2 separate regions of the Arachis hypogaea genome follow, and region 1 is linked to region 2. A link is a contact called in public Hi-C data. All regions are on one chromosome and are shown on one strand. The core of a region is the stretch at or near the end of the contact, and the rest is flanking DNA. Distances in the headings are between cores, read along the strand shown. Region 1 holds the start of LOC112750873 (purple acid phosphatase 17). Region 2 holds the start of LOC112749026 (type IV inositol polyphosphate 5-phosphatase 9).

The links. Hi-C and Micro-C count contacts between places; a contact is called where the count stands out from the background.
Region 1: a Hi-C map of leaf shows a contact between it and region 2, with 3 times the contacts expected there. The contact joins the promoter of LOC112750873 here to the promoter of LOC112749026 in region 2. A contact is called at or near these places in 2 of 8 Hi-C or Micro-C datasets (both in leaf).

What each region holds. Positions count from the first base shown.
Region 1 is chr15:138,577,007-138,581,896 of arahy.Tifrunner.gnm2.J5K5, reverse strand. LOC112750873 (purple acid phosphatase 17) reads left to right here and starts at 2,417. Exons shown (of 7, transcript XM_025799778.3): 1 at 2,417-3,050; 2 at 3,712-3,868; 3 at 3,964-4,071; 4 at 4,564-4,688; 5 at 4,837-4,890. The coding sequence starts at 2,865.
Region 2 is chr15:138,283,906-138,288,172 of arahy.Tifrunner.gnm2.J5K5, reverse strand. LOC112749026 (type IV inositol polyphosphate 5-phosphatase 9) reads left to right here and starts at 1,466. Exons shown (of 8, transcript XM_029293267.2): 1 at 1,466-1,554; 2 at 1,651-1,820; 3 at 1,924-2,031; 4 at 2,122-2,461; 5 at 2,578-2,762; 6 at 3,353-3,461; 7 at 3,765-3,916. The coding sequence starts at 1,654.

The DNA of each region.
Region 1 (4,890 bases), core at 1,168-3,667, 290 kb before region 2:
CTAAATTTTGCCTAACTTTTCTTTTGTAGTAGGTTTTGAATTTTTAAAAATTATTTATTTTTATATCTTTTAAATTAAATATTGATTTTTAACCTTTTTTAATAAATAGGCACCACCTTTTAGGCACCATAGCATTCACCATTAAATAATTCGAAGTTTAGATTAAATTGGTTTAGAACTACAGTACTTAAGTCACCAAAAAAAAAAAAAATCACCAAAAAATGAACTACAGTACTTTGAAAACTGAACCAAGTTACGAGTAGCGCATCTAATTGATAATCCATCAAGCTTCAGAAAATCCATGCTGCTCCAATGGTCACCAATTTTATCCTTTCACACAAATGGGCAAAATAGTTTAGTTTATCACTTCATGCATGTTGGATAATTCAACTCAATAATTAATGTTGGATAATTCAACTCAATAATTAATGCAGCACATACACCACTTACTTGTTTTGTATTTATCAAAAAAAAAAATAGTAATAATAATAATAATTTCATGTATCTTTAAAACACGTATTAACTAAATTTTACTTAAATTTATAAGTATTTATTCATTTTAATTGTCAAAAAATTTTGGACTAGATACTTTAGTCTCTAACTAAAATTAATTACTTGATTGATCCCTAACAATTAATTCTATCAGTCACTTAGGTCCTTGGCTTCGTCAACTCTAACGAAAGACAAAATGGTCTTTGACAACTCTAATAACGGACAAAATGATCCCCAACAATTTTAACAAGGGACAAAATGATCCCTGACCCCTTTGTTCGAAAATGACACTGTTATTCCCCAATTTTCATCATATCTCGCATAACACTAACATTCATACTTTCCTTCTTCACCTTCACAGTCTTCTTTTCTATCTTTTTCTTCTTCCTATTCAACTCCAAGATCAAGCCATAGTGTAACTGCCACGCGTGTCGCACCTACCTCAACATATCATGGACCACACACTTCCTAAATCTCTGTGGCTGGTATACCCACTTCCTTCGCACTTCACTCACCAGAAGTATCTACCTCCACATCCTCAAACAGCATTACTTCCAACCTTGACAACATCCACCACATTCTCAAGACCAAGTTTCACAACTACCCCAAGGGCACGCCCTTCTCCACTATTCGACAAGCAATATAGATTGTTGGACATTAGAACATCATGAGAAGATTTTTCTTCGACATCATATGCAAATTCTCATTTGGAATAGACTCCGAGTGCTTCATTCCTTCTTTCTCAGAGTCCAAGTTGCCATACAGCTTAGACCTCGCATCCAAGCTATCAGTACAACGAGCAATGTCGCCGTTACTGCTCATATGAAAATTGACATAATTACTGAATATTGCTTCGCAGAAGAAGTTGAAGGAAGCGATCGGAGTGGTGGATAATGTGGCCATGGAGATGATAGGACAGAGGAGGAGGGAGATGGTGACAACGACGCTGAGTCTTAACAAATCAGACTTGCTGTCTAGATTCATCGGATCCATCGAAGATGACAAGTACTTGAGAGATGTAGTCATTAGTTTCCTGAGTATGAATTAGTTGAGAATAAGTTGAGGATTTTTTTTCTGTGAACATTGAAGTTGCAGAGTGTGCATTGTGTAGCTTGAAGTTACAGTGTTAGACTGTTAGTGTTATGCGAGATATGATGGAAATTGGAGAAGAACAGTGTCGTTTTCGAACAAAGGAGGTTAGGGACCATTTTACCCCTTTTTAGAGTTTTTAGGGACTGTTTTGTCATTCGTTAGAGTTGACGGAACAAAGGACCTAAGTGACTGACAAAATTAATTGTTAGAGATCAATCAAATAATTAATTTTAATTAAGGACTAAAGTATCTGGTCCAAAATTTGTTGAGGACCAAAATAGATAAATATTCTAAATTTATTATATTTTTTATAGTGATAATTTATTAGATCAAATATTTTGTTGATATATAATATTTAAATTAAAAAAATAATATAAAAATCTAATTACAAATTTAAAAAATTTATAAGTGAGAATTAATAGAGTAATTAAACCAATTAAATTCAATAAACAATACAAATTTAAAAAAAAAAAAAACAAAATCAACAATGATTATTATTATATATAAATATGCGAATATGTTATTGGATATTCGTTGGAATATCCATTTGCAAAGAGTTATGCTGGGCATATTCCCTAGATATAACCAACTAATACCTCCCAATTCGCAAACCCATGTTATTTTCCTGATCAACCGCACCACTTGTTTGGTTTTTGCAGTTGCCATTAAAAGTGAAAACAATAAATAATATTCAAAAATACTATTTACATACCAAAAATAATAATTATGTATTTATGAATAAAAATATCTATAATTTATTATTTTTAATATATATTTTATGTAAGTAACTGATTTTGACATATAACTATCATGCATCACACACACATAACACATTATTGAATCCGAATGACACATCACTCTTTGCTTTTGTATTGGTTCTCACTTCTAAGAAGACCAATATCTCAATGTCAATGTCACTAAATTTAACAAAATGTGATGCGAGTAATAGTATATTACAAGTTTCTCTCAAGTTGATTCTAATGTCAATTGCCAAATATAGTAAACATTAAAATATTACTAAGATATGCTCCTTGAAAATTGAGTTGGAATTAACTGTTAATAGAAAAATTCCAGTGGCTTACAATTGCTGTCCCTTTCACAGTTTCACAAGATCTAACATTAATTTGTGTTACTTAGTACCTTGATTATTAATATTCTTCTAAGCAGGTTACGTTGAGGATTGGTTATATATATAAATGTAGGAAAACACCAACCGTTTTTCAAAAACAGAGTGATCTTTCCTCTTTGGTTTTGCATTTGTTTCAAGACTCACAATAACCATGTCTAAATCTTTTCTTCTCTTCACGATTATTGTTGTTATTAGCTTTGGTTTGTGGGTTCTTTATGCATCTGCAGAGCTTCAGAGATTTACACAACCATGTAAAAGTGATGGTTCTCTTGATTTTTTGGTGGTTGGTGATTGGGGAAGAAGAGGTGAATATAACCAATCTGAAGTTGCTTACCAGGTTTGCCATTATTTCACTCTTTCTTTCTCTCGTTCCTATCTATTATGATTTATGATAAACTATTTGAATTGCCGGATAATTTAATTACGAAAATTAAAATGATAAATGTACTCGTCCTGAGGAATCCAAATTTCTTGATGTTATGTTCTTCACATCATTGCAGATTCTTAGAACATTGTTATTTTGCAGAAAACAATTCTGCATGCACCATTTTCTTAAGAGAAATTTCTTATTATAGAATAATAATTTTTTTGGTGGCAAGATTAATCTTTAATAGAGCATCTCTAATATTACCTTTCATTTCATTTTGGATCCAACAAAATACTATCAACATTTGTGGAATCATATATCATAACTAATAATTTGAGATCAAGTTTGTAATTTATCACTCTAATATTTGGTTTCAATTGATTTTGAATTTAAAAAAACTGAACAAAAATACTTATACAAAATAGCAAAATTTAATTAGTTTTCTGTCAATGATACTGTCTATAAATTGAGACTAGTTTCATTTCATTTGTTATTTCCAATACAAATTTTTATTTTAAAACAGTTTATTTTCTGTAGCTATTAGAAGTGATATTCCAAAAATACTCCATTAAAGTTGTCTATGAGCAAATTATAATTATAGCTAAGAAAAGGAAGTTGGTTGTCTTTGTAGATGGGGGAAATAGGAGAGAAGCTTGACATTGATTTTGTGATTTCAACTGGAGACAATTTCTATGACAATGGCCTAACTAGTGATCATGATCCATTCTTTGAGGAATCATTCACCAAAATCTACACTGCTAAGAGCCTACAAAAACAGTGGTACGCTGGTAAGTTCAAGTTACTGATTAAGGGATTAGAGTTTTATTATGCTATAGACCTTACATATGATGATTGATTAATTAAATCATAAATTGGCTTGCAGTGTTGGGAAACCATGACTATAGGGGGGATGCTGAGGCCCAGTTGAGCCCTTTCCTTAGGGAAATTGATTGCAGATGGCTTTGCCTAAGGTCATTTATTGTAGATGCAGGTATTTTTTGTTATCCTCTATTTATCTAAGCCTTTTAACACACTGACACTCAATTGGATGTCGTCGCATGGAGAGAAATAGCTTTTATCTAGAGTAAATGCTCTTTTCGGTTCTTTACTATTTATTTAAAGAACAAAGCAGCTTTTTTTCACAATTCAAAAATTCCTAATCAGAGCCTTCAACCATTCAAGTAATGATGTAAACGGTGACCTGTTGAGGTGTCGGGACTGCTTAGACTAATAACAGAGATGGTTTAGACTAGTTATTAGAATGGTTGGGGACCAGTTAGGAATTTTCGAATTGTGAATGGCAAATTTGTTTGAACTTTGTCCTTTGGACAAATGATCAGAAACGAAAAGGATATCTATACGAATGAATGTCGCTATGCCACTGCATATGAATCAAACATTTTACCTCTTTAATAGATATGCATCAAAATGTATATAAAATTCAATCTGAAGTAGTTTTGTGTTTTTTTTTTCATTTTTTTAGAGCTGGTTGAGATGTTCTTTGTGGACACAACTCCTTTTGTTCAAGAGTACTACACTGAAACAGAACACACATATGATTGGAGTGGAATTAACCCACCAAAATCTTACGTTAGCAACTTACTCAAGGTATGAAAAGATTCCTTTTCCATATATATATATATACACACTTGTGCAATTGTGAAAAACAAGCATGCCTTTTCAATCAACATGAATAGATGCTAGTTTCAATATCAGTAAAGTGTTGCTATTTTATTTATGGATTATTGAATTCCAGAATGTAGAATTGGCATTGAAGGAATCAAGTGCAAAATGGAAGATTGTTATTGGA
Region 2 (4,267 bases), core at 217-2,716:
AAAATAAATTCACATAAACACAACAAGAAACATACATTTGCATTAAAATTCATGTAACTTTAATGCTTAACGGATGATAAGTTCACTAAAAAAGAATCCAAATCCCATGCTTAAACAAGAATAAATAATAAAAATAGATAATGAAACATCCAAGTTGCATGAGAATAAAGCATTAAAGTACGTACAAAAATTCAAAGACGTACCTTGTCATCACATTGGACATCATCAATGCTCACATTGCAAAATCGCCCTCCGTGTGATTAGAATGGTAGTCACTGGTATCATAAAACGGGGCATTAGAACCTCTTTCATCCAGCGATGACTCCATCTCCGGTACTATTTACTAACCTTTAGCACCAAAAACGGGAGAGGTGCTTGGTATAGCAGTAGTAGCGTCGCCCTACAGGGTTGCGAGACAACAGCCACTTCGGCAGCATTGGGGTCGTGGATAGCAGCGGCAGATGCAGCCCCAGATCACGAGATAGAAATGGCGACGGCTGCATTGGTATCGCAGGACAGCGGCACGCTCAGACGGAAAAGAACCTCGCGTCAAGCTCACTCCTCCAACGACGGCAAATTGTGGATGCAGACCAGCGAGACACTGTGGAGGTAGACCGGCGAGGCATTGTGACTGTGCGATGATAGGAACGGTATTGTTGTGAAATTTTGTTTAGGGGTGCAAATCCTAATTACTCAAAAAGGAATGCTAGGGGCCATCAGCATTTATTGTTTTTTGCCATCAGTTAGTCATCAATGTTTAAATGTATAGGATAAAGTATGTTATTGGATTACTAGACTAAAATAATTAGACTAAAGGAATTGAATTGATAGTTATGTGATAACCAAAAACAATAAGTTTTGATAGGTCACTAGCATTTCTCTTATTCAAATTTGACTAATGTGATTGTTTTTAATTAATTAAAATTGTAATATTTACAATTAATAAAACATTCCTTAATTAGCTTGTTATTTATGTTGTTCAGAATATGTGTTGTTCTTCTATACTTTTCTCAAGTTGAAAATAACATCATATTCAACTTTTATTGCTCAATGAAACGTATATATTTTTAAAAGTGTTATTAAATCCTCTATCCCAAAAAATTTAAACGGCTGGGCTTGAAGTGTGAATTTTGCCTAGCATTTTCTCAATTCTTGTTTGCATTGTGTTATTATTATTTTTTTCTTTTGGAGTAATAAATATCAAATTCAGAAGTTTTTTTGTGATAAAAATCGTGCTTACTCCAAAAGCTTAAATAGTTAAATAGAAGTACATAAATAATTATATGTAATGACACATTTTCAAAGAATCTGAATACAAATTCTAACCATAATAAAATATTCGATTTGAAACTTACTTCTACTTTTAAATAATACAATAAAAAAACTATTACTCAATTGGGGTAGCACTAAGTTGCATGCCTATAAATCCCCATCCTCATCCATTGACTAATCCTCTTGATATCACATTACAAGTCTCTTTCTTTTCTACTTCTCTAAGCTCTGTAAGTCACTTCCATACTTTGGTGGTAATCTCAAGAAAACTACAACAACTAGGTATCGTTTTTAGTTTTGTTTTTTTCAATTTGTCTTTTTTGTCCCATGTTTGGTGAGTTAATCATATTGAAGAGTGTTTGTTTTTTTGGTTCAAAGATCATGCAGGGATTCAAGATAAACGAGAGTAAGATACTAAAAAGGATACTTAGCTTTGATAATTCCAAAGGAGATAATCAGAATCCATCACTAGCCAAGAAGGGAACTCATTATAATTTGAATCAATCATCTCAAAACTCAAGAACATGCTTCCATCATCACACCAAAAAGTATGAGATATTGTGTTGGCTTGTTCTAATTATGAATTATTATATTTTACAATTATCATTCAAAGTAATCATATCTAATAATCTTTATGCTATTCTGAAATAGGATCTTTGTTGGTTCTTGGAATGTTGGAGGAATCCAACCGCCAAAGAATCTGGACATGGAAGATTGGCTAGAAATACAAAATAATTTTCCGGATATCTATGTTCTAGGGTAAGTTTCATAATGGTTTTGGATTAAATATTTAGTTTTACTTAATTCATAGACTAATATGTGATGTGATCAACAACTTTGTTATACAAGGTTCCAAGAAATTGTTCCTTTGAATGCAGCAAATGTGTTAGGACCCCAAAACCGAAGAGTTTCAAGGAAATGGAATTCGCTCATCGGCGCGGCCCTTAACAAAAGAATGCCAACCAAGAAAGGAGAAAGAACAGCAGAGCCTCAAAAGGTGTATCCCCTGAAGGATCAAGAACAAGTTTGTGTAGAAGGTGATGTTGGACAAGAGTTCCAATGCATCATAAGTAAGCAAATGGTTGGAATGTTTGTCACAATTTGGGTTCGATGCGACCTCTATCGATCGATCCATCACTTGAGTGTTTCGTCGGTTGGATGTGGAATCATGGGTTGCTTGGGAAACAAGGCATGTTTTCTGCAAAATTGTATATGCTTGAGAACTTTTTGATATGCAAGTTTTGAAAAATTTTATACATTGTTTCTTAGAGTGAGTTTTTTTTTTTTTTAACCTTAAAAATACAGGGTTCAATATCAATTAGATTTTGCTTGCATGAAACGAGCTTCTGCTTTATATGTAGTCATCTAGCTTCCGGTGGAAAAGAAGAAGACCGGAAACAGAGAAACATCGATGCAGCCGAGATTTTGTATCGGACAAGCTTCCCTGCTGATCCTCTTCATGATATGCCTGAAAAAATTATTGATCATGAGTAAGTTTATTGGTTGAATTCATTCAATAAATGAAGTTCAAAAGTGAAGCTGTGGAAAAAGAATGAGCCACTTAACAATGATTATGTAGTATCACTATGTTGGCTTATTGTTCAGCAGCAAGAAGAAAATCGTGTAAATTAGATTGACCTCTCATGTAATTAAACAATGAGTAATGGTTAAAATTATTTTATTTATCTTAAATTTTAGATCCTAAATTATAAATTATTAATTTTAAATTTTAAATTATAAATCCTAAATCCTTTAAGAAGTAAAAATTTTTATAATTTAAAAAAATGTACTAATATTAACTAACTAAAAATTGTTCCCTATACTTTCTTTTAAAGAATATTTTACATGACACTTTCTATTTGTAAAAGTATGTACTAATTTTTCCAAAATTTAAGGCTACATAATATCTGATTGATATACTTGACCTGGGAATTTCTCAAGACTGAAAATTGCATAGCTATTTAGATTTGAGAACTTTATAACACATTATAGTCACCAAAACACCATGTCCAAAAAAAAAAAAAAATAGTCACCAAAACATGAACTTGATCTAAAATGTGTACATATTTTTTCCATGCAGCCGGATAGTGTGGCTTGGGGATTTGAACTACAGGATCTACCTGCCAGACTTTGCAACAAAATCATTGATCAAGAGAAGACAATGGGAAACCTTGTTGAAACATGATCAGGTAATTAAGAAATACTAAGTTTTCGCAATAATTAGTTACTATATATATATGGAAAAATTTCAAGTGTACCGAAAATACCGGTGTTCTAGTTGTTTTAACCGTTGATTTCAATTAATATATATTATATATATTTTTTATAATTCAGATCAACGGTTAAAACAACTAGAATACCGGTGTTTTCGGTACACTTGAAACTCTTCCTATATATATATATATATATATATATATATATATATATATAACAATAACAATAATATAAGTTCATCAAGATTTAAAACTCTATTCTAAATATATATATTATAGCTAAAGATGGAGCTCACGGAGGGTCATGTATTCCAAGGTTGGCATGAAGGAGCTATAGAGTTTCCACCTACCTACAAGTACCACCCTAATTCTGAAGATTACATTGGGTGTGATCAGAAACAATTGACCAAAAAGAAGCGTGCTCCAGCATGGTAAATTAAAGAATTTTGATTGGCTTTTTACCTTTTTTGGGTTGGGAGCATTAAATTAAAGAATTTGAATAATTTGCCTTTAGAATTTATTGCTTTATGAATGCATCAAGAAAGCCAAAATGACCAACAATATGAAAGATTCTTGTTACCATATTGTATTACTGAGTCCAGTTCATTGTGCCCTACTTTGTGTGTGTAAATCCAAAATGTTTAACACTTTTGCTCCCCTAAAACTGGCTCCATAATATCATAATTTTTGGAAAGGTTCGCAAATTTTTCAACTGTGATCTCAATCTTGCTTTTTCATGAATGCTAGGGGACCAGCAATTTTAGTGTTTTGTTACCATCAAT